7 separate regions of the Mus musculus genome follow, and all the other regions are linked to region 5. The links are chromatin contacts, called in public HiChIP or PLAC-seq and promoter capture Hi-C maps. All regions are on one chromosome and are shown on one strand. Each heading gives the region's core, a stretch centred on a gene start, on an enhancer-like site or on the middle of the called end of the contact. The rest is flanking DNA. Distances are from core to core; before and after follow the strand shown.

Region 1 (3,232 bases), core at 60-2,559, 560 kb before region 5:
GGAATTCACTCTGTAGACCCGGCTGGCCTCGAACTCAGAAATCCACCTACCTCTTCATCCCAAGTGCTGGGATTAAAGGTGTGTGCCACCACCACCAGGCAAGTCTGAGTAACTTAAAGTGTCAGGAAAGACCACTCCACTACAGCTGTCACCAAATGCTGGATACCTGAGGCTCCCAGTCCCTTGAATCAGGCAATTCCACAGTCTCTTCTGTCAATAGTTGTTAATATAACCATGGGAAGTGGCCTAGTGAGTCTTATGCCTTTCCAAGTTTCCTCAGGCTTGTACATTTAATTACCATGCTAAGTCTTAAGAGCTGCTCTCCCCTCTTCATGAAATATTTCAATTAGGAGAAAACAATTTACATTTAGTTATATATTTTCATTCTGTGGCTCAAAATGGACTCAAACCCTCCTATCTGAGCTCAAATTCCAGGAATTACAGACATGAACCACCACTCCCAGGATACTTAGTGTTTTAAGAGATTCGTTTCACTATTTTGCACAGGATGGCCTCTACCTCCTCGGCCCAACCGATCCTTTTCAATCTCCTAAATATCTGTGACCAGAGTCGTGCCCTACTGCCACTTTTGCTGACACTGCCTTGTGAGTGGCCTAGGGCTTTAATCCCAGTACTTGGGAGGCAGAGGTAAGTGGATCTCGGAATTTGAGGCCAGCTTGGTCTACAGAGTGAGTTCGAAGGATGGACAGAACTACACTGTCAAGTTCTGATAAAGAGAGACACTACAGGGTGAATTTAGGCTTCTCAGCAGCTGTGGAGGATCAGCCTTTGAAAGACCGTACTCTGAACTACTTTGCAATTGCCCTGATGATTAACCACAGCCATCGCGACCACATAACCATGGGAAATGGCCTAGTGACATCCCCGACACGGAACGGACCTGTATGCGGACCTGAGGCAGCACTGTATGCAGGACGGGCAAGGGCCATTCAAGACTGTCTGTGGAGAACGAGCCCAGCGCGCTCTCCGGACTCCTTCCAATGAGCCGCACACCGGGAAACCAAACTGTTGCGCCTCACTGCGGTACTCTGAGCGGAACATCTCGACGACACACGGATGCGACTCAAATGGCTACGGCATTGCCCGGCGCCCTAGTAGGTGCCGCCATCATGCGTTACGGAAACCCAGAGTTCTTTTCGCGGAGACTCACCGCCCACTCCCTGTTCTTGCGCCTCGGCTCGAAGCCTCCAGAAGGCGGGGCCATTTGCAGTTGCACTCGAGACCCCGCCCCGCGCCAACGGGTGCCGCCATGTTGGGGGTCCTCGCCGGGGACACGTAGGCGTCCGCGTAAGATGCCGGCCGACGCGCGCTGCCGCCGCCAAGATGGCTTCCATGAGGGAGAGTGACACCGGCCTGTGGCTGCACAACAAGCTGGGCGCCACGGACGAGCTGTGGGCGCCACCCAGCATCGCGTCCCTGCTCACCGCCGCGGTCATCGATAACATCCGCCTCTGCTTCCACCGCCTCTCCTCGGCCGTGAAGCTCAAGCTACTGCTCGGGACGCTGCATCTCCCGCGCCGCACCGTGGACGAGGTGAGGACGCGGGCCAGCCTCTCTCCGGCCGGAGCACCGCTCCTGCCTCCCGCCGGCTCCGGCGCCGCACCTTGCCCTTCTCCCGCCGGCCGCGCGCAGCTCCGTTTTGGCGCCGTTAGCCCCTACACCTTAGTACTTCCAGCCGCTGGGCGCTGTCGCGTTCGGGGGTCGTGGGGCCATGGCCACAACAGCCAGGCCCGCCCCTTCCGCAGTGCTGGATGCTTCAGCTCCGAAGCTACTCTTGGTTCGGGGCTGTTAGTGCAACTTTCCATGTGACTGCTGACCTTAATTTTGTTGCTTTTGCCTTACCAAATATCAGTCGGCTTGCGTTCATCTCTATTCTGTGGCGTTTTGTTTTGTTTTTGTTTTTTGAGACAGGGTTTCTCTGTATAGCTCTGGCTGTCCTGGAACTCACATTGTAGACCAGGCTGGCCTTGAACTCAGAAATCCGCCTGCCTCTGCCTCCTGGGATTAAAGGCGTGCGCCACCACGCCCGGCTATTCTGTGGCTTCTTTTCAGTGTACTCTTGTTCCACATTGCATCTCTCTAACTTATACTATGCTTTGCAAATACATACGCAAATAATATATGTATAGTTTCACTGTGTAGCCCAGGTTGATCTCATACTTGGTATCCTCCAGTCTCAATCTCTGGAGGTCTGGGCCACTACATCTGATAGCAGCTAAAAACACCGAGTTACCTTAGTTTTTAAACATTTCCAGTTATTGTATTATTTTTATATCATTAATTTTTATTGCTGCACTATACCATATACACAAAACTGCATATTTATTCGGTTTAAAAAATACTGAGAGCTAGCTAAATGACTCCTGTTATCTCCACACATGAAAACAAGGCTGGTCCCTCCAAAGCACCTCCATTCCTCTTTCCTGCAGGAGGCTTTTTTTTTTTTTTTTTGGTTTTATTTTGGCAGGGTTATCAATCGTGTGTGCATTCCTAGCACACACGAGTATTTGGGGTTTGCCTCATTTGAATTTAATACGGCAACAGGTTTCCACGTTATATTCATTTTCCGTGTGGTGTGGGTGTGTCTTCTGTTGGTAAACACCTGGACAGATTCATCCAAGTTGTTGCAGACAGTTTGATTTACTCCGAATTATGGGGTTCCATTCTTCAAGCAGACAGCAAATGGACGATTAGGTTGTGGCTGGTTTTTCTCATTCATTTTGTGTGTGTGTGTGTGTGTGTTTGTGTTTTTCTGTTTCATGTTTGTTCTGTTGTGACTGATACAATACATGTTCATGTGAACTCTAGAAGTAACATTGGAGGTGACAGTAGGATTATACCAGGTGGCCTTTCAAAATGGTTTTATTGAATTATACTCACTAAAACAAGTAGGTCAGGTATTTAGATATTAGTAGGATTGTTTGGTTGAACTTTGTACTATTTGCTTGTTCTGCTGCTTAGCTTTCTTTTTGTGTGTGAGTTACCCATTTTGACCCGGATTGTCTTTTCTTTTCCTGACTTGTTGCTTTGGAGGAATACTCTTTAATTGGTGCTCACCACTGTCCTAGTTCCCAGCTATGGCTTAGCTTTCTGAATGGCCTTGTTCAGGAAGTACTCCATTTTTGAGGTGAGGTGCCTGTGGTCTCCATGTGTCTGTCTGTCTGTCTGTCTGTTTCTCAGTGTGAAGCTGAGTTCAGTTTTACAGGTGGCT
Region 2 (3,563 bases), core at 15-2,514, 620 kb before region 5:
AGCCCCGCCGGCCCCCCGCCCCCCGCGGCGCACTGACCGGCCAGCAGGGCGTAGAGCAGTTGGGTGCGCGGGTGCTGCCGCAGGCCGCGGAAAGCCGTGTTGGGGATGCGCTCCAAGATGCCGTCGTAGAAGATGCGGCGCGCCGCCTCCTGCTCGGCTGCGCGGAACTCGCGGATGCACACGCCGCGCCCCTCCGGCGGCCCCGCGCCCCCGGTGCCTCCGTGGGGCTGGGGACCTGCCGCGGGTGGGGGTGCGGCGGCCGGCCCGGGCGCGGCGGGCAGCGGGGGCCACATGGCTCCGGCGGCGACGAGCAGCGCGTCCTTCTTGGCCCCCGGCAGTGCCTCATGGTCCTCCGTAGCCACGATCTTCGTCTCGCAGACCATGTCGGGAGGCCCACAATGCATGCACCCGGCCGGGCGGCGCAGCGCGAGGACGCGAGCCGGCGGCAGCGGGCAGAGCCCGAGCCCAGGGCAAGGGCGCGGCGCCCTCGGACCCGCGGCGGCAGCGGCGGCGGCAGCGGCTCAGGGGCGCAGGGCGGAGGCGGCGGGCGGCCGGGGCGCGCGCAGGGAGCTGCGCCGCATTTTGGAGAAGTATTTATAATGCAGCGGCGCCGGTGCAGTCGCGGCGCCCGGGGTCCCGCAGGGTCCTAGCGTCCACTGCATTGGCTGCCGAGGGTCACCATGTGATCTCGGGGGTGGGAGCAGACGCCGCCTCTGCGCCCGCCCGATGGCACACTTGGGCTGCGTGGCTGGCGGACCGCGGGAGCACGGAGGGGCCGAACGGAGAGCGTGCGAGGAAGTGGTCCTCAGTGAACGACAGCAGGGACAGGGTGCTCAGAGAGGCGCTGCGTAAGGGGCTTGAGGCTCGCCAGGAGGTCGGAGAGTGATGGACGCCTCCTACCCCGCCCCTGAGCTCCCGCAAAGCTGCCGCTGCGCTCGGACCTGCGTTCCTGCAGCAAAGCGTCCTCTTCTTCCGCGGCCGCTGGCAGTAATCACGGAAGTGTCTCCATCTCCCACCCCTTTGTCTGTACGCGGCGCCCGGCCGAAGTCCTCGTGAGGGGCCCCGTGTTCCTTTGGCAGGCGCCCTCCGAGCCCGCGGCCGGGGCCGAACGGACTGAGAGAGTGAGGACGCGGCTGAAATGTGGTTTGATGCACGCGCTGCCTGACAGCCGAACCCCACCCCACTCCAATCTGACACCCGACCGTTCCCGGCAGCGGACCTGCGGAATTGCAGGACCCCTCCCGGCTCGGCCCCCGCCTTCCGCGGTCCGCGCATGCGCCCCGTGGCCTTGGTGCAGGTGCAGCGGGGGCTCGCTTCAGAGCCGCGGTCTCACAGTCCCCCGGAGCAAGACGTGCAGACGCAGCAGACAGGGCGCGCATGGAGTGGGGAATGCGTAGTGGCATATCCACTTTCCTAGGTCACGGGAATGGGCACCCCCAAAGCCGAATCATCCTCGTGCTCGCGGAGACCCTCTCCGGGCCGGAGGACCCTCAGTCTGCGTTATGCCGCACCATTGTTGGAGCCAGCAGAACGGCTAAGGTCACCTAGAGACTGAAGGGGCCTGTCTCGCAAATGGAACCTGGGAGTAGGGTAATCAAACAGCCAGGGTTGTCAGCACAAGGGGACTGAGAAGGAGAGGGTCAGGCTAGAGAGGATTTTCCTCACTGTTTTCGAGACACGGGGGCGGGGGAGTGGGACTTATCTGGGTCCCAGAGGCGACCTTCCTGGACACTGATGCTAAATCTCTCAATATTTCAAAGGAACTCACTGATAGTATCTGAACAGGCCGGGGCACCGACTAGCCACATTGACTTCTCCTGAGTCCCGAGGTTGGCTGGGTGGTCTGCAGGACCAGTGCCGGCCTGTAAGGGCTGAGGACAGTCAGGCAGAAGGGCCCCGAGGAAAGTGAGGCTGAGCATTGAGGACCCATCTGGTGGAGCCAAGAAGTTCTGACTCAGGACCCTAGGTTTGCGGGTCACTGAAGCCTGTAAGCCTTAGAAGCAACAAAATGGTCCGGTGCCTATAGGGTATCTCTCCACACCCCTGACCAGAGTTGCTCCTTCGTCTTTCTGCACCTCCGGGCCTAGGGGATTTGCAAGACTCACATCAGCGCGACCAGAATCCCCCTCAGTTCTGCAGAGCACCCATTCCCTGGTCTGCCTAACCATTCCTTCCATTGCCCCGGTCCTCCTATAATCATTTGCCCACCCCGCCCCCGCCCCCATGGCCATGATGGTGGCCTGCGCTATAACCAACACATCGGAACCGTCTGAAAGCGTGAAGGGGCCAAGACTGGAGCCCAGGGTCTTGGAGACTTAAAGATACTACCCTAGGAGTTGCGCAGACAGCAGGACAATCCATGGCCCTGTTTAGCCCTGTTCCTCCTTCCTGTCGTGGGGCGCCCTCTGCCGTTCTCCCTTAGGCCATTCCTGGGTGGCATCAAGGTCCTCTTTAATAAAGCAGCAGCCTAGAGCCACTCTACCTCTCCCGAGCTCCCCACGATGGCTTACACACTCCTCTGCCTGGGTGTGTAGGAAGACTCAGGAGACCCAGCTTGGCTTCCTCACATCCTGCAGCTGAATGCACCTTCCAGGAGCCTAGAAGTGCCTGCCTACAGCCTGGCAGGGGTAAAGACGTCTATCAAGATTTCAGAGACAGAGTGGGGACGGGTGCCCTGGACCCTACACCTGAACATTCATGGGTTAGGAATGCTTCCTTAATAGGGCAGCCCTCCAACCACGGTGTGTTCTTTAAGGATGTTGGGTAAAGAGGACTTATCCTTGCCTGGCATGGCTGCCCCAGGGTCTGTTTGGGGAAGAAGAACCCCATACTGAAAATGTAGAGAAAAAGGAGTGGGTAGTGGGAATATCCACAGCCAAGGTAGTCCTGGGAGATGGCCCTGGGCTCGATGCTGAAAGCTATAAACCACTGGGGACTGGGGGAGGACAGGAGCCTTTAAGAGAGCAGGAGAGCCCAAAGCACAGAGAAGAGAAACAGGCTCAAAAGCCGCGAAGAGGTGCCACCAAAATGGGAATTCTGCAATAATATTTCCAGGCCAGAACTTCTGGAGGTCCAGACTCAACTCCCTCTGAGTTTGAAAGAAAGAAAGGGAAGAGAGAGAGAGACAGAGACAGAGACAGAGACAGAGAGAGAGAGAGAGAGATGCCTCCAGACAAGCTCAGGCATTCTAATTGAGATACTTCTAATTGAGATAATATTTTATGTAATTCTTATCCTAGAAACTAGACTTATGAGCGATATGATTCAGAACAATGTCTCTTTAATAAAGCATTAAATTTTGCACTGTCATGCATTCATATACAGATTGGCAGCCAAACTTCATAATGTGAAAGTGATGTTTCTAGTATTGATTTTAAAGAGAATAAATTGTTTTAAAATTGGATTTTGCTTTTTCAAAGTTGTAGATATTATTCTAACGTTGCAAAAGAAACTTAAAAATTATGGTTAAAATTGCCAGTGTTCCATTGACTGCAGCTTGCAGTTTGATCACAAGCTTAAGATTTTTAACTCACCCATATATTGTTAATTAAGATTATTACAAG
Region 3 (3,142 bases), core at 396-2,895, 590 kb after region 5:
CCTTGTTTCCAGTACCCACACTAGGTAACTCAAACTCTCTATAACTTCAATTACAAGATATTCAATGCCTTCTGGCCACAACCAGAACCTGCACACATGAGTGTTTTAACTGCACGTGTGCCTGCTTGCAACTTGCATGCCTGGTGCCCTCAGAGGCCAGAAGAGCATGGTATCTCCTGGAACTGGAGATATAGATACTTGTGATACACCATCTGGGTGCTGGGAATCGAACCGGGTCCTTTAAAGCAACTAGTGCTCTTAACCACTGAGCCATTTCACCACCTCTTTTTATTATGTGTTTTTAGTTTTGCTCCTTTTAAAAAAGGTATATACAGTATATTTATAACATGTTTTCTAAAGAATTGAAAAAAAATAGTGTTATATAAAACTAGGGTTTTTGTTTTGTTTTGTTTTGTTTTGTTAAAACAGGGTCTAGGTAGCCCAGGCTGGCCTGGAATTCAGGACACTCCAAAATACTGGGATTCCAGTGTTATTTTGAAATAACTCACCTCAATCATTTGAATTACAACACTCAATTCCATACCAAAATTATGTTGTGTGTGTTTCTTTTCCAGGCTCTGGAAAAGTATGACAAAGGGAGGTGTTTGCCTTGAATTACCAAACTTGTGACTTCTTAGGTTCTCTCTCTCTCTCTCTTTTTTTTTTTTTTTTTTTTTTTTTTTTTTTTTTTTGGTTTTTCGAGACATGGTTTCTCTGTGTAGCCCTGGCTGTCCTGGAACTCACTTTGTAGACCAGGGTGGCCTGGAACTCAGAAATCCTCCTGCCTCTGCCTCCTGAGTGCTGGGATTAGAGGGGTGTGCCACCAAGCCCGGTTTAGGTTCTCTTTAGTGGCTGGTTTTGCTGTAAGTGAATTTAAGTAACTATCCAGAATTAATCTAAAGCACTAATTAGCTTATCCGTTTGGTGTTTACTAGAAGAAAAATCAGGGCTGCCTTCCTTCAGTTTTTGCATTCAGGTTCAACCATTTTTCTAGGGCCTTAAAAGGGGGGCGGGGTGTTCAGATCATGGGTTTTGACACCAATGATGTAGAAATACTGGATTTTCTATTATTATACAATTTGCGAGCCCTTTGTGGGGTTAATGTGCCCTTGAGAAAGTTGCTTATCCTCGCAGACCTTTAAAATGGTAATAATATCCAAGGGCTGGCTGCGGGTCTCCAGCGCTTAGGAAAAAAAACAAAAACAAAAACAAAACTGTTATGTACCACTGAAAAATTCGTTTTCCCCTCATAACTGGAAAGTACAGGAGAAAGCACCATCACCGGGAGCCTAGTTTAACAGCTTTCCATATTTCTTACATAAACCCCTCGCCTCTGGAGCCCCATCAATGAGATAAGAATAGACACCCCGTTCCAAGGGATCCAACGCCTTCTTCTGGCCGCCGAGGGCGCCAGCATCCTTGTGCCATGCACACATCGTGACTGAGCACAAGGTGGCTCAGATTTTTCGGGCACAGGAGCGGCTGTCCCATCGCCCCGGCGCGCCTGCCCACACACTCCGCGGGGGTGGGCCCGGCAGAGGCGGAGCCGTACGCAGAAGCTTCCGGGCCCAGCCTTTCACGTTCCTGATTGGCCCGGTGACGACAAGGGCGTGCGTCCGAAGGCGGAAGGGGGCGTGTCCGCTCAGGAGGAGGCGAGATGGCGGCGTCTGGGGGCCGCGCGTGTGTGCGCTCGCTTCGTGGAGGTGTGCTGTGGCGGAGCAGGTATGGCCGGGCGGGAGGCTGCTGGGGTAGGGATCAGCACAGACCAAGCCAGGCTCTGAGAGCGAAGCCAGTTCTCGTCGCCGGCTCGCCGCGAGTAGGTCTGACAGGAAGGACACGGAGCCACCTTTCGGCTTCAGAACAGGTGCTACAAGCCACCGCGTGGACCGTGAAATGGGTGTGGCCTAAAGGCTGGGTGAAAGTGCACAGGGACAACCAAACCCACCATATTCTGCTGCCCGCTGGTCTCTAGAGTGGAAGCAGAGTCGATCTCCTTTTCACGGGTGTTTGCCTTCCTACCAGGCTGGTGTAACCTGGAAGAGCACGGCACGGCAAAGCGACCTTCACTTGGGGTTCTAAAGCTTTGAGGCGAAAGAATTAGGTTTCTTTATCTGAAAAGTCTGTGGTGGAATTGTGGTCCTTATCCTGCTGACCCCAAACGTCTGGGTTACTTAAGTTCCTAGGCAGCTAGAAGTGGGAGAGCGACATGAGGCATCTATTGTGACTGTTCATTTGGCTTTTTGTCTGCTCCAGACAGTTTCATTAGGTAACCCAGGCTGGCCTCGAAATCACAGCTATCCCCCTGCCTCAGCCTCCCAAGTGCTTCCAAAAAGCCGAGATTACTGGCATGTTTCAGCTGTTTATTCTTTTTTGAAGGGTAGGAGGGGAGAAGAGGAGAGAGTTCTTAACCCAAATGAGAGAGAAGAAACAGTTCTCAACTTGGCTGAGTTACTTAATAGCCTACATACTTATTTCTTTTTGGCAAAGACTACTTCTACCTTTTTACACCGTGTGTGTGTATGCATATGGGTGGTTGCAGGTGTCCATAGGACCATCAAGAGTCTCCTGGAATTGGAGGAATTACAGGTGGTTGAGAGCCATCTGACATGTATGCTGGGAACCAAACTCTGGTACTTTTTTTTTTTTTTTTTTTTTTTTTTTGGTTTTTTGAGACAGAGTTTCTCTGTGTACCCCTGGCTGTCCTGGAACTCATTCTGTAGACCAGGCTGGCCTCGAACTCAGAAATCTGCCTGCCTCTGCCTCCCAAGTGCTGGGATTGAAGGCTTTACCACACCTGGCTCAACTCTGGTTCTCTTAACTGCTGAACCATCTCTACACCACCAACATTGCTCAATTTTTAAAATGTGTGTGTGTGTGTAAATATTTTGCCAGCATGTATGTCTGTGTGTGCCCTGGTACCCATGGAGGCCAGAAGAAAACATTCTAGCTTAATTGGTGACCTTTAGGCTAGTGATGGACCCTGTATCAAAGAACAAGATGCACGCCTTTAATCTCAGCACTCAGGAGGCAGAAGCAGGTGAATCTCTCTGGATTCAAGACCAGCCTGGTCTACATAGTGACTGCCAGCCAGCCAGAAATATATACTCAGACCCCATATCAAAGCAAAACAACAATAAAGAAA
Region 4 (3,440 bases), core at 558-3,057, 920 kb after region 5:
CAAGATATAAAGATTTAAAATAACTATATTTCCCTAATAGAGCCAGCCATGTACTACAAGCATAAATTTTTTTTAACTAAACAAATTTCTCACAGACCCAGCAAGATGTTTCTATCAATTAAAGACCACAAAATCCCAAGCAGTAAACACAGCAAGCACCAGGGGGCCTCCCAGGAATAACTTGATACTAAAGGAGAAGGTAAATAAGAAAGAGTTCCTGGTAAAAGTTCTGCCTTTTTCTCAGCCTTAAGGCTGCTGGAAAGCTTTTACATCTGGAGCATATAAACAGAGTTGTTTTGTTGTTGTTGTTGTTTTAAACAGAGAATAAATACTTCGTACTTTAACTAGTTAAAGAAAAGTCACCCCTCTCCACGCTCTTTGGTAAAATTCCAAACACAAACAGCTTCGCTGTAGTAAACACACGCATTCATTAGGAGGCTGACAAAAAGGACTCTTAACCACTCAAAAACGCAATTCTTTTTTACACACTCCACAATTAGTGACGACGCAAATTTTATAGCGTAAAAGGGTTCTTTTGACCAAGACCCGCCTTTAACTTCGAACAGTATCCCCCAACGGACCAATACATTTAACTACTGGCCTCTCCATCTCCTCTTTTCTCCTTATGTTCCCACCAACACAAAACTAATCGATAAAAGCATAAGAACCCGGAACTTCAAATGCTGAGAACACTTGTAAAATACCTTTTAAGCTCAAGAGATTATTCACAACAGACATTTGCTAAGTTTGTGCAGAAATTAAACTCGGCTCAAACATGTTTAAAAAAAAAAAAAAGCCCCCAAATCAACCCCTTCAGCACATGTATCCGGGCGTTTCGTATTTCTAACGGACGTCTTTAACCTGATTCAGGATTTTTACTGTTTTTTTATACTCCAGATAATAAATGGTAAACTAGTCATCGTATCCTCTCCCTAATTCTTTCTAGAGCATCCAGTAAAATGCAAACGATCCGAGAGCCTTACTGGGAAGGTTTTATGTAAAATTCACTACCGGAACGACCATCGGAGGCTGCCAAGGGCAACGCACAAAGAGAACCGAGAAATACACATTCCACGGACACACAAAGCCCAGCGGCAGGCATCCTCGCCCCTTCTTCGGAACGGTCTGCAGAGGCCAGCACAGCGGCCAAGCGGAGCCCGGCCGCCTCTCGGGAAGACTGTACCAGCCGATGGGCCTCCGGCCTCGCTCGGCCCGGCCTCCCCGCCTGCCCGCCCGCCAGCCCGCGCTCCTGGCCTCCTGGGGCACCCGGCCCGCCCGCCCGCCCGCCCGCCTGCCCTCCTCTCCGACCTCAGCTCGAGCGGGAAGGGCCCCGCGGCCGGGTGGGGAGACGAGCCGGCGCCGCACTCACCCTCCAGCAGGCGGGTGATGAGGCTGTCCACGTTCAGCTCCCCGTCCGCCATCTTGTCGGCACCAGACTCTCCTCCCTAAAGCGTTAACAGGGCTTCTCGGCGGCGGCGGCGGCTCGGCGTTCTCACCTACGAGTCACGCGGCGTTTCGACCCCGGCTCCAACTCCCCCCGGGCGCGGGCCCTCCCCCCACCCCCTCCCCGCCGAGCAGCGACAGCGCGCGCACACGCTGGCGGCGCCCACTGGAAATAAATAAATAAACAAGCAGGCCCCCAGGAACCGGGCCGCGTCAGGAACCGGGCCGCGTCAGACCCCAGCCGCCACCGCCTCCTCCACCTCCTCCTCGGCACCGCCCAGCTCCGCAAAGCTCGGCAGCGCCACGGACAGCCCCGCCCTCAGCGTCACTCCCTCCCCTCCGCCCTTGCGGGCCGCCTAGCCGCGCCGAACTGCGCGCACGCGCGCCACGTCCCCTTCCTGCCTCTCCAGCTCCCCGCCCTCCCCTCCGCGGTTGCTAACGCGCAGGAGCGATTCCCTCTCTCAGGCGTTCCACTGCAACGAACAGTCGCCACTACGCAGGCGCAGGGCGGAGCCTGCCTTGCTTGTGAACGCAGAGCCGGCGTAGGCTGGAATGACCTTCCTTCCCTGCTCCCCAGGGCCTGGTGGTTCCGCAGAGTTAACTATTGCGTTCTTCCCGCCTTGCTTTTCTTTTCTAGGTTTCAGTCACTGGTTTTCAAAACAATTGCTCGTATTTCCGCTAACCCGGAAACGTGGGTTTCAGTTGCCTATGTTGGAAACCCAGGTGTGCTGGAGATAAGAGACTTCTCTGTTGAAAAAGATTGACATTGCAGATCAAGGGCTCTGTATCACATCACCAGAGTCGCTGATTCGCCAGGTGACCCTAGAAGAAACAGGATTCAAAGTGGGCCTCAGTCAACAGCAATAAGATTTTACACGCTCCCGACATCTCCATACACTCAGGATACCACTTTTCTATAGTTCTTTTCTGTTCATTGATTTCTTATATTGCTTAATTCTCTTATCTTGTGATTTTTAAACATTTCTCTACTGCACTCGGTTCCTAGAGGATAAAAATCACATTTACCGGGCATAAGAGACCTGTAATCCCTACAACTGGGAGATGGAGGCAGAAGATCCAGAAGCCCAAGGTCATCTTCAGCTACATAATAAATGCTTGCAGTTGGGATAAATTAAAAACAAATACAGGGACTGAAGAGATGATTCAGAGGTTAGGAGCACTGCCTGTTTTTTTGCAGAGGACATGGGTTCAATTCCCAGCACCCACATGGTTACAACTATCTATCTGTAATTTTGATTCTGATAAAAATAAAATAAAAAGAAAAGGACATGATTGCTTCTAGGTATGATGAAGAAAAAGGTTTATTAGAGATAAATGGGAGAACATAGTTGGGAGGAAAGACATCTGGGAATATTCAGAGCGAGCATGACTCTGAGGGGGAGGGAAAGAGAAGATTAGGGCAGGGAGTGTGCATGCCATACATACCCTGTAACAGGTAGGAATGGCTGAGAGAACCTGGGTCCAGTAACCACTTTCACATGTTAAATAAGTACCTCTGTCATTTGTCCCAGGTTTGAGACCTAACAGTTCCAGGGCATCTGATGCCCTCTCGGTCCTCTCTATGGGCACTATACATAGTACACAAACATACATGCAGACAAAGCACTCATATGCATAAAAATACTTTTTAAAAGTAAAGAAGGAAATAGAAAAAAAAAAAAGGAAACCAAGCATGGGAAAGATCAGATTAAACCAGGGGCTTTATTTCCAAAATGCACGCTGGAAGATTCTGTTAACTTGAAAAAGATGGGCTAAAAAGTTGACTCTCTGCTTTCTAGAAACTAAGAAACTGAAACACCAGTTACAAATGGAGGTAGATATTTTGATGCCATTTCTCCAAATCTATCTCTTCCATGACTTTAAGAATTCAGAATACTTGGGAATGCTTATGTAGATGTCTTATGTTTTTATGGGCCCTATAAGTCCCAAGGAAAAGAACTTTTAAGTCTTATCCACAACTAAAGTTCAATTATATG
Region 5 (3,553 bases), core at 330-2,829:
TAAGAACACTGACCACTCTTCTGAGGTTCTGAGTTCAAATCTCTGCCACCACATGGCGGATCACAACCATCTGTTATAAGATCTGACGTCCTCTTCTGGTGTCTGAAGACAACTACAGTGTACTTATGTATAAAAATAAATGAATCTTTTAAAAAAATATTGGGTTCTATGATGGTACATGCCTATGACCCCAAAGGAACACTTAAGTGGAAGCAGGAAGATCAGAAATTCACAGCCAGCCTTAGCTACATAGTAAAGAGGTTAACCTGGGCTACATGAGAATCTGTCAGAGAGAGAGAGAGAGAGAGAGAGAGAGAGAGAGAGAGAAGAAGAAGAAGAAGAAGGAGGAGGAGGAGGAGGAGGAGGAGGAGGAGGAGGAGGAGGGAGAGGAGGAGGAGAAGGAGAAATAATAATAATAATAATAATAATAATAATAATGATGATGATGATGATAATAATAGGTAGCTCAGTGGTACAGTTTGCTTGGGGACAGCATGCTTGGGGCTCCTGAGCATCCCTGGGGGTGGGGCGGGGGTGGGGAGGCCAGAGCCACTGACCCAATCATGAACTCTTTACTCCAACGGAAAAGAAGAGGATCTACTTTTACTGACATAGTGTGATAGCTTTATACCTTACAGAAATCGTCAGAGGCACCAAGTTCAGAGTTTGCGCGACATTCTGGACCCAGGTACACCAGGATTACAGCCCCAGAAATCCTTTAGTGGTTCCTGAGACAAGGCCTTACTATGTAGCCCAAGCTGCGGGGAACTCATGCTACTCCCAACTCTACCTCACAACAGGCAAATGCCACCATGCCCTGGTGATCAGATAATTCCTTCCTAGGTAGTGAATGCAGGAGGTGGCAGAGGTGTACAAGAGGGCAGAGGGTCCACAATCTCCACGGTGTGGGTGCTCAGGGGACATTGGCACATTTAGCCTCAATACATACTTGCAAATTTTCTTCAGTTCCTTCATTTTCTGAGCATTGAGTTGGGATTCTCCTGAAGTTGTGAGCTCCTCTATCAACTGTGAAAGTTTCTGATCCATATCTAGAAACAAGGGACGCGGAGATGCTGAGTTAACATACAATAAATACTTCACGGTCTTAGTTTTAAGTTTATGGGGGACTCCAAATACTGGGGATTACGGCAAAGGCCCTAGGGTGTCTCTGTAGGTTGTCTCCCAGGCGAAGAAGGCTAGCCACCACATTCCCACGGAAGGCCATCAAGCCCTTCGGTGATAATTAGCTAAGGTTTTAAAGATGAGACTAACTCCGGCAGTCTTCGGTCAGCTGTGTGGGTGACGTTACCGCGGGCTAAGGGGAAATGTCACTAAATTTTAAGCAAACTGGCCGCACAAGAAACTCGCTCTCTGCAAGCGACAGTCTCTGGACAACTGCGGGGGCGACTGATCCGACCCTGCGGGCCGAGAATCTGACCAGCCACGACCCTCAGTCCGCCGCACTCGCTGCCTCAGGAGACGTAGTACCAGCGTCCCTCAGCCCCGGTGACACGGCCCGCAGGATGCAGCAGCTTGTTTCGCCCACCCCTTCCGGTGTAGACAGAGCTCTCTCTGTTACAGGCCCCAGAGAGCAGCGGGCACACACTCGCGAAGACCCGCGGCGCAGGAGCGGAAGTCACCGCGACGCGCCCGCTCTGGTCCAGTCCCTTTCAGATGAGGCAGCCACCCGTCTCCGTCATTTGCCTGGAGCGGCTCCACAGCGCAGGCGCGAGGACGCGGCAACGCGGTGACGCAACGCTCCTCCAGGGGGCGGGGCAGATCGAGAAGAACTAAGCGCGAGAAAAAGGAGGCGGGAGGGCCCGGCAAGTTCTTAAAGGGGCGGTGGCTTTGGGTCAGGAGTATGAGACTGAGGTGCAGAAAGAAGTTTTGATCTGGGGATCAGTTCTCTGGCCACCAGGAGGCTCGCGGCCTATGTACAGCCTCTGTATATCTGCTAAGAAAGCTCAGAAGGGAATCTGGGCGCAAGTCCGGTTGGGAAGGGTCGGCCCGCCTCCCTGACCGGGTCAGTTGTCCACCCCAGGACAGGCTATGGTGGGAGGCACCGTTGCAAGGCTGCCCTGGGGTAGTGGTGGTTGCACTGATTGGATGTTTTAAAATGTCAGTTCAGTCTCAACGTAGATGATTGTAGAAGATATGTCAGCTCTCGGCTAGAGCTGCTTGCTCCCTTCCTACAGCTTCACAGTGTTCAGGACTCTGGCCTCTACCAACCTCACGCTGCTTCAGCCCAACTCTTGAACGCACAGACCCCGGATACTGCCGCCTTAGCCGGCTCACAACTCGCTCTGCCTTTCCGCTGTCAGCTCCTGCTTCGCTTAGCAAAGGAGAAGCATACACCGGTCTCCCTGTGTATCCGGTTTGGGGTTCGGGTCTGCACCCATAGAGCGGGCATTCAGCCAGTTTGTGTGTCCTGCAGGACGGTCTTGAGCTTCTGGACTAGACTGTTAAAAGCATGGTGTGCCTACTGTCCCACCCACTTACCTACCCTTCCCTGAATCCGGGTCAGTGAACAAAGTCAACTGGACTCCCCCGACACGTCCGTCCCCTCCCCCCCCCTCCCCCGTTCATTTGTGTTGTGTTCAATATGTGAGGATCTGGCAACTCAACTTGTGATGTTTGGAATCTGAGCTCTTCCCACCACCTCTTGGCAGGTCCCAGTCCTCATACACTCGTGAGATTGATCGTGGACTGTAGTTTCTCATTTTACATGCACAGATTGCCCCCACCCATCCCACCCCCAAAATTTAAAGAGAATGAAATGTCTTTAAGATATTATTACATTTTTTTTTATTGGGGGGTTAGAAGGTGGGACCCTCCCTAGTATGATCAGGACAATTTCTGAGAGGTGGTTCTCTCCACCATGTGGGTTCCACTACTCAAACGGAAGTTGCCAGGCTTAGCAGCTGTGTGATCTCAGGAGTTGGAAAATGTCTTTTAAAGAAGTACAAGAAAAGGTTGTGTCAAGCCAGGCTTGTACATATGTGCGGCGGGGCGGGGGGGGGTGGGGGGGGTCCGTCAAAAGTTGAGCTTGCTGCAGACAGGAGCAAGAAGTGGCCTGCCAGCACTTCTCAGGGAGTCCTGGGAAGGAAACGAGAGCAGATCCAGACTCTGAGCAACTCAAGAACTGTAAACAATAAAGCTGATGAAAGGATTGCAAATCTCTTTTATAAGCCACAGTTCAATAGATTTTGAAGTTCAATATTGAGGAAAAAATTATGACAACAGCTACTCAAGTGATATGGAGGGAGGAAATGGTAATATATGTTCCAAGAGTTGTATTCTTACATAAATCGGTATACTACTTGAAGGTATATTGTGATAAACAGTCACATAGTATATGATGTCATTTCAGTTGATGTCAAACCAAATTCGACACCTAATGATATAGCAGATGTTTAAGTACATACTATGGTCACATAACGATGTAACTGCCTAATGACCCATTTCTCAGAACATACCACTATCATCAACAGAACCCCTAAAGTAAAAAAATTAATTAGATGCAACAGGGCAGAGAATGGCTTACTGACAGCAT
Region 6 (3,646 bases), core at 346-2,845, 770 kb after region 5:
TGGAAATATGGAATATAAACAGTCTTGTATCTAAGTTTCAATCAAAGGCAATCTTCTCCCTCCCCTAAATTTAGGACCTACTGAAATGTCAACCAGCATCTACATTTTCACTGAGGTTTTGCTGGTATTCAAAAATAAGATATAGCTAAATGCATTTAGCAAGCGGAAAAAATTCCTGAAGAACAACTTTCCTACAGTTGTATTCTCTCTCATATATGTTGCATATAAGAACTTTGGCTTTTAATTTAACACTCCCTATCTGCCCACTCAAAATGTTTCTAGTCCACACCATTGTGCTGGTTAATAGAGGTAGCACACATTTGGCCTTAAATTGAGTCACACATGCACACTTAATAACATTTTCATTAGTGAGTAATTTAAATTTAGAAATTTAACAGGATGTTTAAACTCACTTTCAATTGCCAATTTTGGTCAGTAATTTTACACGAAATACATGAATATACCATACCGAAATATCCTGTGAAATCACATGTAAAAAACACAGCTGTGGAACACACAAGAGAGGTACAAAGTTATGTTTCAACTGCATACTTTTCGTTTATTTACTTTGATAACTGTCATTTCCACTGCTGTTCCAATCACTTATGCAAAGAATAACTACATCAAAACTACGCTATGCCCCATTCACAATCCCTATACCAGAAACGATATTCCCACTTTTTAAAAACAACTCTTTCTCAAGCCCAATAAAGCAAAAGCTGGAAGCAATTATCAAGAAGCAAAACACAAACAAAATTTTCGTTGACACAGGAGGACAGAGAACCGAACTCACGGGGAGGCGGAGTGGCAAGGCACTTAAAAGTGGCCGCTGATTGTAACACGTCCCAACACCCTCAAACCCAAACAAAGGAAAACTTTATAAACAGGTCGTGGTTTGCAATCAAACCAAGTACAACCCGCCGCTCACCCGCTCGCTCCACGAGTTCCACTCCTCGCTCCAGACAGTTGCTGCGGGCGTCCGGCGACACAGACCTCCAGCCGCTAGGACGAGAAGGGGCCGCTGCCCTACCCTCTGGTCCTCATTCGGGAGTGACCCCACGTCCTTTGGGGTGGAGGGTGCAGCGGCGGCACCACATAGGCTGGACCACTATCCGGACTCCCGCAGAATCGGGAAGTACTGGACAGGGCGGAGACCGAGGCACTGGGCAAGCAGGTAGTGAGCCCAGGAGACGAGACACTCACGCCCGCCAGCCAGACCGCGGGAGGGGAGAAGTTTCTCCTCAACTTCCAGACTCCGGGACCAGTAGGCGGACAGCGGCAGGGGCGGCGGCGCCTCGAGAAGCCCGGGAGCAGGAGGGTGGATGCCGAGGCCTAGAGCTGCCCGGTCCGGGTCAGCTGCCTACGTCGCGAGGCCACGCCGCGAGCTTACCTGAGTCCGGCCGCACTCGCACGGGTCGCCGCGGGGAGAAGGCGGCCGGCCGAGGTGGACGCCCGCGGGTCCCTCTCCCTTCTCCACCTCCAGGTCGCGGGGCGCCAGGAGGCAGCGACGGCGGCGCAGCCGGCCCGGGACGCTTTACTTGAGGAGGAGGGAACTCCCGGACGCCCGCACCCCGCGGCCTCCCTCTCTCCTCCTCTCGCCGCCGGCCCCGCCCCTCCGCTCCGGATCGCGCGCGGGGCGGGGGTTGCGGCTACCTGCGCGCGCCCGCTCACCGGAACTCGCGCTCTGCTGTCTGCTGGGAGCGCCTTCCGGCGCGGGAGCTCTGCGCGGGGTCCGCGGGCCGCTGGGAGGCCCGGCCGTGTCGTGCCTGCCGGCCCAACATGGCGCCAGGGGTCAGGCGTGCTCCCGAGGGGGCGTGAGGAGAAAGCAGCAGCGGCATGTGGTTCCCTGCCTTGCCCGCACGCCGACTACCGCAACGGGCGAAGCGGGGCTCCGCCTGGCTCACCGAAACACTGAGGGGTGTGGGGCTTTGTTTTCGGAGGGTGATCGGGGTTGGGGTTCTTTGGAGAAAGGTTGACTGTTCATTTCTCAGCTTTGTGCCTCCGCACCCTTTGTCACTGATAGTAAAATCACAGTCGAACCGCGTGAGCCATCAGGGCAGTGCTGACACCTTGGTTCTCGTCTGGCCGCAGAAGCTTCCTGTTGACTGTAGGTCGAACCAGCCTTGCCGCGCGAGTAGAACCGAACCTGAGTTGTGTTGGCAATTCTCCCAGGAATGGTGGCTCTCACTTAGAGTGGGACAGCATTGTATTTGATCCTCGTAATAGGGAACCCGGACAGGCACTGTGACTCTTCTTGACAGCTATGAAAGCTGACGTTTGGGCCCCTTGAAGTGAAGAAGTCAAGATGAAAGGTTTTTTGTTTGTTTTCCCTCCGAAGGCCTTGCATCGTTTTTTCTGCTTGCCTTGTAGAAAAAGGAAGGGTTTAGGAGGAACTGAGGTACAAGATTGAGAGGGTCAAAAGACAATCTAGAAGTACTCCTGCTAAAGGCACGTCTGCCTTATCACACTCTTAATTTCCCTTTTGTATTTCCTCTTTGGTGGGGTTATTCGAAGTATTAATGTGGGACTGTTGGTTTCCTTTGTGGTTTTCAGAGAAATTCAGCATCATCTTTGACATATCAACTCCGTCAGTAGTCTGGTACTTTAGCAACTTAAATGCACACAGCTTTAAAAAGTTTCTTCAGAGAAAGGAATGGGAATCCACATGAACAACTATGTGTGATGTAGCGCGGTGCTTTATTTTGCCATTGACTGGTGCATTAAGGGGTTTTTTTGTTTTGTTTTGTTTTTTTTTTTTTTTTGTTTTTTTGTTTTTTTGTTTTTCTCTGTATAGCTCTGGCTGTCCTGGAACCCACTTTGTAGACCAGGCTGGCCTCGAACTCAGAAATCCCCCTGCCTCTGCCTACCAAGTGCTAGGATTAAAGGCGTGCGCCACCACCGCCCAGCAAGTTTTTTCTTGAAACTAGAACGTTAGTTACTTGAGCTGTTGCCTTTCTAAACCTACAGATAAAATAGAAATATATTTGTGACCCTAAACTCTCCCAATTTAAAAGACAACAAACAAAAACCCTCTCAATGTTAGTCTAACCTGTTTTGAATTTGTTTTATATTTTATTTTGTTTTACTTTGCTTGCTTTTTTGAGACAGAGTCTTGTGTAGCCCAGGATAGCTTTGAACTTGCTGTGTAGCTGAGGATGATTTTTGAGCCCCTCCTTCTCCTGTCTCTACCTCCCAGTTTCTGGGGTTACAAGTAGGTACCATCACACACAATTTCTGTACTTTAAGGTAGGGAGAGAGTATCAAAAATACACCTACAACTTAAAGGTTACATTTAATGGCTATTTTAGAAATATTCTTAAAGATGGTGACAGGATCTGGGAAATTTTGCTGGGAAATTTTGTTGTTATAGAAACTAGTCATAGCTAAAACCCTGTTTCTGAAATGGTCAGGTGAGTGTCGGCTCATGCATCCCTCTTCACAATGTTACAGTGTGTTAAGACCTATCTTGAAACTTCTGGGAAAATCAGCCCTAGGAAGGAAGGGGAAGGCCAGTGGAAAATTTGAACTATATTAGGTATTTCTAAAACTAAGGTGTTCTTACTTATCAAAGTTGGCTGGAAGTTTGAATTATTAGAAGTTGAACTGATGATGACCAATGGAACCTATGATTCTGCCTGGAAATGTT
Region 7 (3,135 bases), core at 145-2,644, 960 kb before region 5:
CCTCAGATTCCTGATTCTTCTGCCTCTACCTCTGAAAGGCTGGAATCACAAGCACTCTTCAAAGTACTTAGTAAGCAAGACAACTTTCCACTCATTTCACATCGAACTCACAGGCAAACCGGGACGCAAGTGTTTTCTCCAACCATTAAAAAGAAAAAGCACCAGGTGTGTGTGGGGTCTGGGCTGGAGAGAGGTTCCCTCTCACCATTGTCAGGAACAAGAGTCAATCTGCAGGCTGAAAGACCTCAGACTACCTCAGCCTTTGTGAACCTCGGGCTCCCCCAATTACTTGGGCAACCTAAACTAAACGGCAGACCGAAAAACTGAAGCTTAAAACGCCCAGGGGTAAAGTTTAAAAAAACAAAAAGCAGGAACGCCCATATCTGGACTCCTCCCCCGCCCTAATCAAAATGTGGACAATGGCGTCCACTGCGAACAATGTTAAAGGTTAAGTTTCCTATCCCTGTGTACAGATGTGGCCCTGAGGGAAGGGCCCGAGCAGGCACCGGGCTAAGGATGGAGGTCGCAATCGCCCGCTTGACTAACCATAGATAGAACCAAAAGTGGCTCCTGGAAGCCCAAACCCCATTCAGCTCCAAAGCCCGCAAGCGTCCTCGGCACTCTCGCAACTTAGATACGGCCCGCCACGCGGCCCGGGTGCCCCAGCAAACTCGCAGGCCTCCGGAAGGCGGGGCGGCGACGCGACCACACAAAGGCTGCGTCATCAGCAAGGAACAAAAACCTCGCTCAGGTTCTCTGCAATCCGCCCGCCCGGCCCCGAGAGTGACCTTGGGCGACCCCCAACCCTCGCCGAGCCTCAGTTTCCCTTCCTACTTGGCGAAAGAGGTTCTCCGGCCAGGCCGCGGGTTGGCGAGCGGATACCCCCACACAAGACATTTCCCTACTTCCGACGACGGCGCCGCTCCATGTTCCGACAACCGCGTGCTCTCCGGGAAAGAGGCGGCAGAGGGCCCAAGCCGGAGAAGCGCGGTTCTGCGAGAGGCGGGCGGCCACCAACCCCAGTGCGGGCCGAGAGGCCGCCCGCGCTCCACGCCCGCACCGCCCTGCCCCGCCGCTTCCATGCTGCGGAGCCCAGCCTTACTTGGAGCTGGGGTTTGCTGCCAGACGCCTCGGCTGATGAGCTCGGGCAAGGACGTACCGACTCCAGCCGCCGCTGAGGAGACCCGTTCAAGCAAGCCTCCACCGCCTCACGAAGACCCACTTCCGCTCGTCCGGCACCGGCCCGCCCTTCTCAGCCCTTATTGGCCTCTCCCGCCTTTTCTCCCGTGCTCTACCGGTTTAGGAGGATAAATTGCAATTTTATTGGGTGAGAAAACCATCTATTACCACTTTGAAATACACCTTCTTCCGGTCACGCCCCCCGCCTGCTTGCGGGAGCTTCCACTTCCCGCGAGAGTGCCGCCAGTCGCGCTCCTCCCACGAGAACTTGGCGGTGTCGTTGCTGAGGCGCGTCGCGAGCTTGCCCGCTGGGTGTTTGACTTTTCGTTTGGCTTCTGACCTGGTATACGGTGGCCCTTACGGCTGCATCTAGCCCTAAACCATAATCCGTACCCTTCTCCGTCTCCTCGGTCGTTAATGAGGCGTACCAGAGACTCGCCCAAGGCCCCAATTTTCTGCTGATCCACAGGCAACCAGGCCGGGATTCGCACCATAAGTGCCAGGCTCTTAGGCATGTCGGTCCCCGGACTCTCCCTCGCAGGAATCCCATCATCTGGACAGGGGGCTCACCTATACGTTTGGGAGGCCTACCTGGAGGAAGCTTGAGGACTAGACGAAAGAGAACGTCCAGTTAGACATTGTGTGTGCTAAAGGCGGGGGAAGGTAGAGCTGGGCATGCCCAGGAGTCTGCGGGTTAGCTGCCCAAGTGTGTCGGGGCAGAGGCGAGAAAGGCAGGACTCAGAACACAAGTCCCATGGAATGCAAAGAACGGCCTCGGGCAAGACCAGGGCCTGGAATTGGGTCTTAGGACATCTCATGTTACAGAATCTCTCTTACCTGAATCTGAAAACCAGTATAATAACTTTAGGCAAGTCTCAGTCCATTCACACCTATTACAGGTTATCCATTTTACCTACTTCTGCCGGTTAATAAGAATGTGAGTGCTAACAGGTAATACAAGTCCTGCTGCTCCTGGGCTAGGTGGAGGGATGGGTTTAGCAACTGGAAAATGATCTATCCATAGATAAATAGCAACTAGAAAGAAATAGATGAGGACCCTCAGACTACTTGAGCAGATGATTTGAAGGTTATCCTAAATGTGGTTGAATTGCTTCTGTGGGGATATAGATCCTGGAAGATTGATTAACATGGCGAAGCAGATCAAAACCCGACCGTTAATATTTTCCATATTACAATCTCTGACGTTTTATGGAATTATAAGAGAACTTAGGATAAAGTGTGTATGATAAATACATACCTGACTCCAGTGTAAAATGTGTTTTGATGTTTTGGGCATGCTTTCCAAATGTTATAAATAGGAATAAAGAGAACTTACATTTGTAAGAAAAATGTAGGTATTTCTTATAATTTTTTGAATACTTAAATCAGGTGAGACCAAAACAGGAATATATACCCTTATAGGTTAAAGGTTCTGTTTGCAGTTAAACAGTTAAATATTTCTTGCCAGGAAGTAGTGGCCCACACCTTTAATCCCAGCAGAGATTAAACTCAGGAGGCAGAGGCAGGCAGATCTCTAAGTCTGAGGCTAGCCTGATAGGCTAGTTCCAGGACAGTCAAGGCTATACAGAAACACTGACTCAAAAAACACCAAAAAAAGCGAGCAGTGGTGGCGCCTTTAATCCCAGCACTCAGGAGGCAGAGGCAGACAGATTTCTGAGTTCCAGGCCAGCCTGGTCTACAAAGTGAGTTCCAGGACAGCCAGGGCTATAACAGAGAAACCCTGTCTCAAAAAACAAACAAACCACCAAAAAAGTTTATTTGTCCTAAGTTAAGTCCTTGCAAGTTAAAGTTTCTATTTGTAATTAGTAAGTTTCTGTTTGTCCTATGCAAGTTAAGGTTTCTGTTTGTATTTAATAAGTTCCTGTTTGTTCTGTGTTACATCCTTGCAAATTAAGGTTTCTATTTGTTTCTATTTGTAATTACTAAGTTCCTGTT

Evidence for each region. Promoter capture Hi-C pulls out the DNA fragments that hold promoters and counts their contacts. HiChIP or PLAC-seq counts read pairs in DNA pulled down with a chosen protein or histone mark.
Region 1: a promoter capture Hi-C map of embryonic stem cells shows a contact between it and region 5, with 2.4 times the contacts expected there. The contact joins the promoter of Nelfa here to the promoter of Uvssa in region 5. A contact is called at or near these places in 4 of 39 promoter capture datasets (embryonic stem cells, erythroid cells, hippocampal neurons and 1 more), 4 of 484 Hi-C or Micro-C datasets (CD4 T cells, cortical neurons and muscle stem cells), 4 of 115 datasets of contacts at active chromatin or transcription factors (astrocytes, bone marrow-derived macrophages, memory CD8 T cells and 1 more) and 1 of 9 other capture datasets (adipose tissue).
Region 2: a contact with region 5 is called in an HNF4G HiChIP or PLAC-seq map of pancreatic cancer cells. The contact joins the promoter of Nat8l here to the promoter of Uvssa in region 5. A contact is called at or near these places in 1 of 115 datasets of contacts at active chromatin or transcription factors (pancreatic cancer cells) and 1 of 9 other capture datasets (adipose tissue).
Region 3: a promoter capture Hi-C map of liver shows a contact between it and region 5, with 2.9 times the contacts expected there. The contact joins the promoter of Pisd here to the promoter of Uvssa in region 5. A contact is called at or near these places in 2 of 39 promoter capture datasets (liver and neutrophils), 1 of 484 Hi-C or Micro-C datasets (CD4 T cells), 1 of 115 datasets of contacts at active chromatin or transcription factors (memory CD8 T cells) and 2 of 9 other capture datasets (adipose tissue and liver).
Region 4: a contact with region 5 is called in a FOXA1 HiChIP or PLAC-seq map of pancreatic cancer cells. The contact joins the promoter of Ppp1cb here to the promoter of Uvssa in region 5. A contact is called at or near these places in 1 of 39 promoter capture datasets (erythroid cells), 3 of 484 Hi-C or Micro-C datasets (CD4 T cells and CD8 T cells) and 2 of 115 datasets of contacts at active chromatin or transcription factors (bone marrow-derived macrophages and pancreatic cancer cells).
Region 6: a contact with region 5 is called in a promoter capture Hi-C map of liver, with 5 times the contacts expected there. The contact joins the promoter of Yes1 here to the promoter of Uvssa in region 5. A contact is called at or near these places in 2 of 39 promoter capture datasets (both in liver) and 1 of 115 datasets of contacts at active chromatin or transcription factors (memory CD8 T cells).
Region 7: an H3K4me3 HiChIP or PLAC-seq map of bone marrow-derived macrophages shows a contact between it and region 5, with 4 times the contacts expected there. The contact joins the promoter of Rnf4 here to the promoter of Uvssa in region 5. A contact is called at or near these places in 1 of 484 Hi-C or Micro-C datasets (CD4 T cells), 1 of 115 datasets of contacts at active chromatin or transcription factors (bone marrow-derived macrophages) and 1 of 9 other capture datasets (liver).

Annotation. Positions count from the first base shown.
Region 1 is chr5:33,934,348-33,937,579 of GRCm38.p6, reverse strand. It overlaps Nelfa (negative elongation factor complex member A, Whsc2), which reads left to right and starts at 1,309. Exons shown (of 11, transcript NM_011914.3): 1 at 1,309-1,554. The coding sequence starts at 1,345.
Region 2 is chr5:33,993,685-33,997,247 of GRCm38.p6, reverse strand. Nat8l (N-acetyltransferase 8-like) reads right to left here and starts at 1,264. Exons shown (of 3, transcript NM_001001985.3): 1 at 38-1,264. The coding sequence starts at 404.
Region 3 is chr5:32,784,129-32,787,270 of GRCm38.p6, reverse strand. It overlaps Pisd (phosphatidylserine decarboxylase), which reads left to right and starts at 1,645. Exons shown (of 8, transcript NM_177298.3): 1 at 1,645-1,722. The coding sequence starts at 1,658.
Region 4 is chr5:32,457,337-32,460,776 of GRCm38.p6, reverse strand. Ppp1cb (protein phosphatase 1 catalytic subunit beta) reads right to left here and starts at 1,807. Exons shown (of 8, transcript NM_172707.3): 1 at 1,370-1,807. The coding sequence starts at 1,421.
Region 5 is chr5:33,376,722-33,380,274 of GRCm38.p6, reverse strand. Uvssa (UV stimulated scaffold protein A) reads right to left here and starts at 1,579. Exons shown (of 14, transcript NM_001081101.2): 1 at 1,273-1,579; 2 at 950-1,049. The coding sequence starts at 1,047.
Region 6 is chr5:32,609,120-32,612,765 of GRCm38.p6, reverse strand. Yes1 (YES proto-oncogene 1, Src family tyrosine kinase) reads right to left here and starts at 1,595. Exons shown (of 12, transcript NM_001205132.1): 1 at 1,391-1,595. Gm10461 (collagen alpha-1(II) chain) reads left to right here. Exons shown (of 2, transcript XM_030254958.1): 2 at 714-3,646. The coding sequence ends at 1,542.
Region 7 is chr5:34,334,509-34,337,643 of GRCm38.p6, reverse strand. It overlaps Rnf4 (ring finger protein 4), which reads right to left and starts at 1,394. Exons shown (of 8, transcript NM_011278.5): 1 at 1,103-1,394. It also overlaps A830049F12Rik.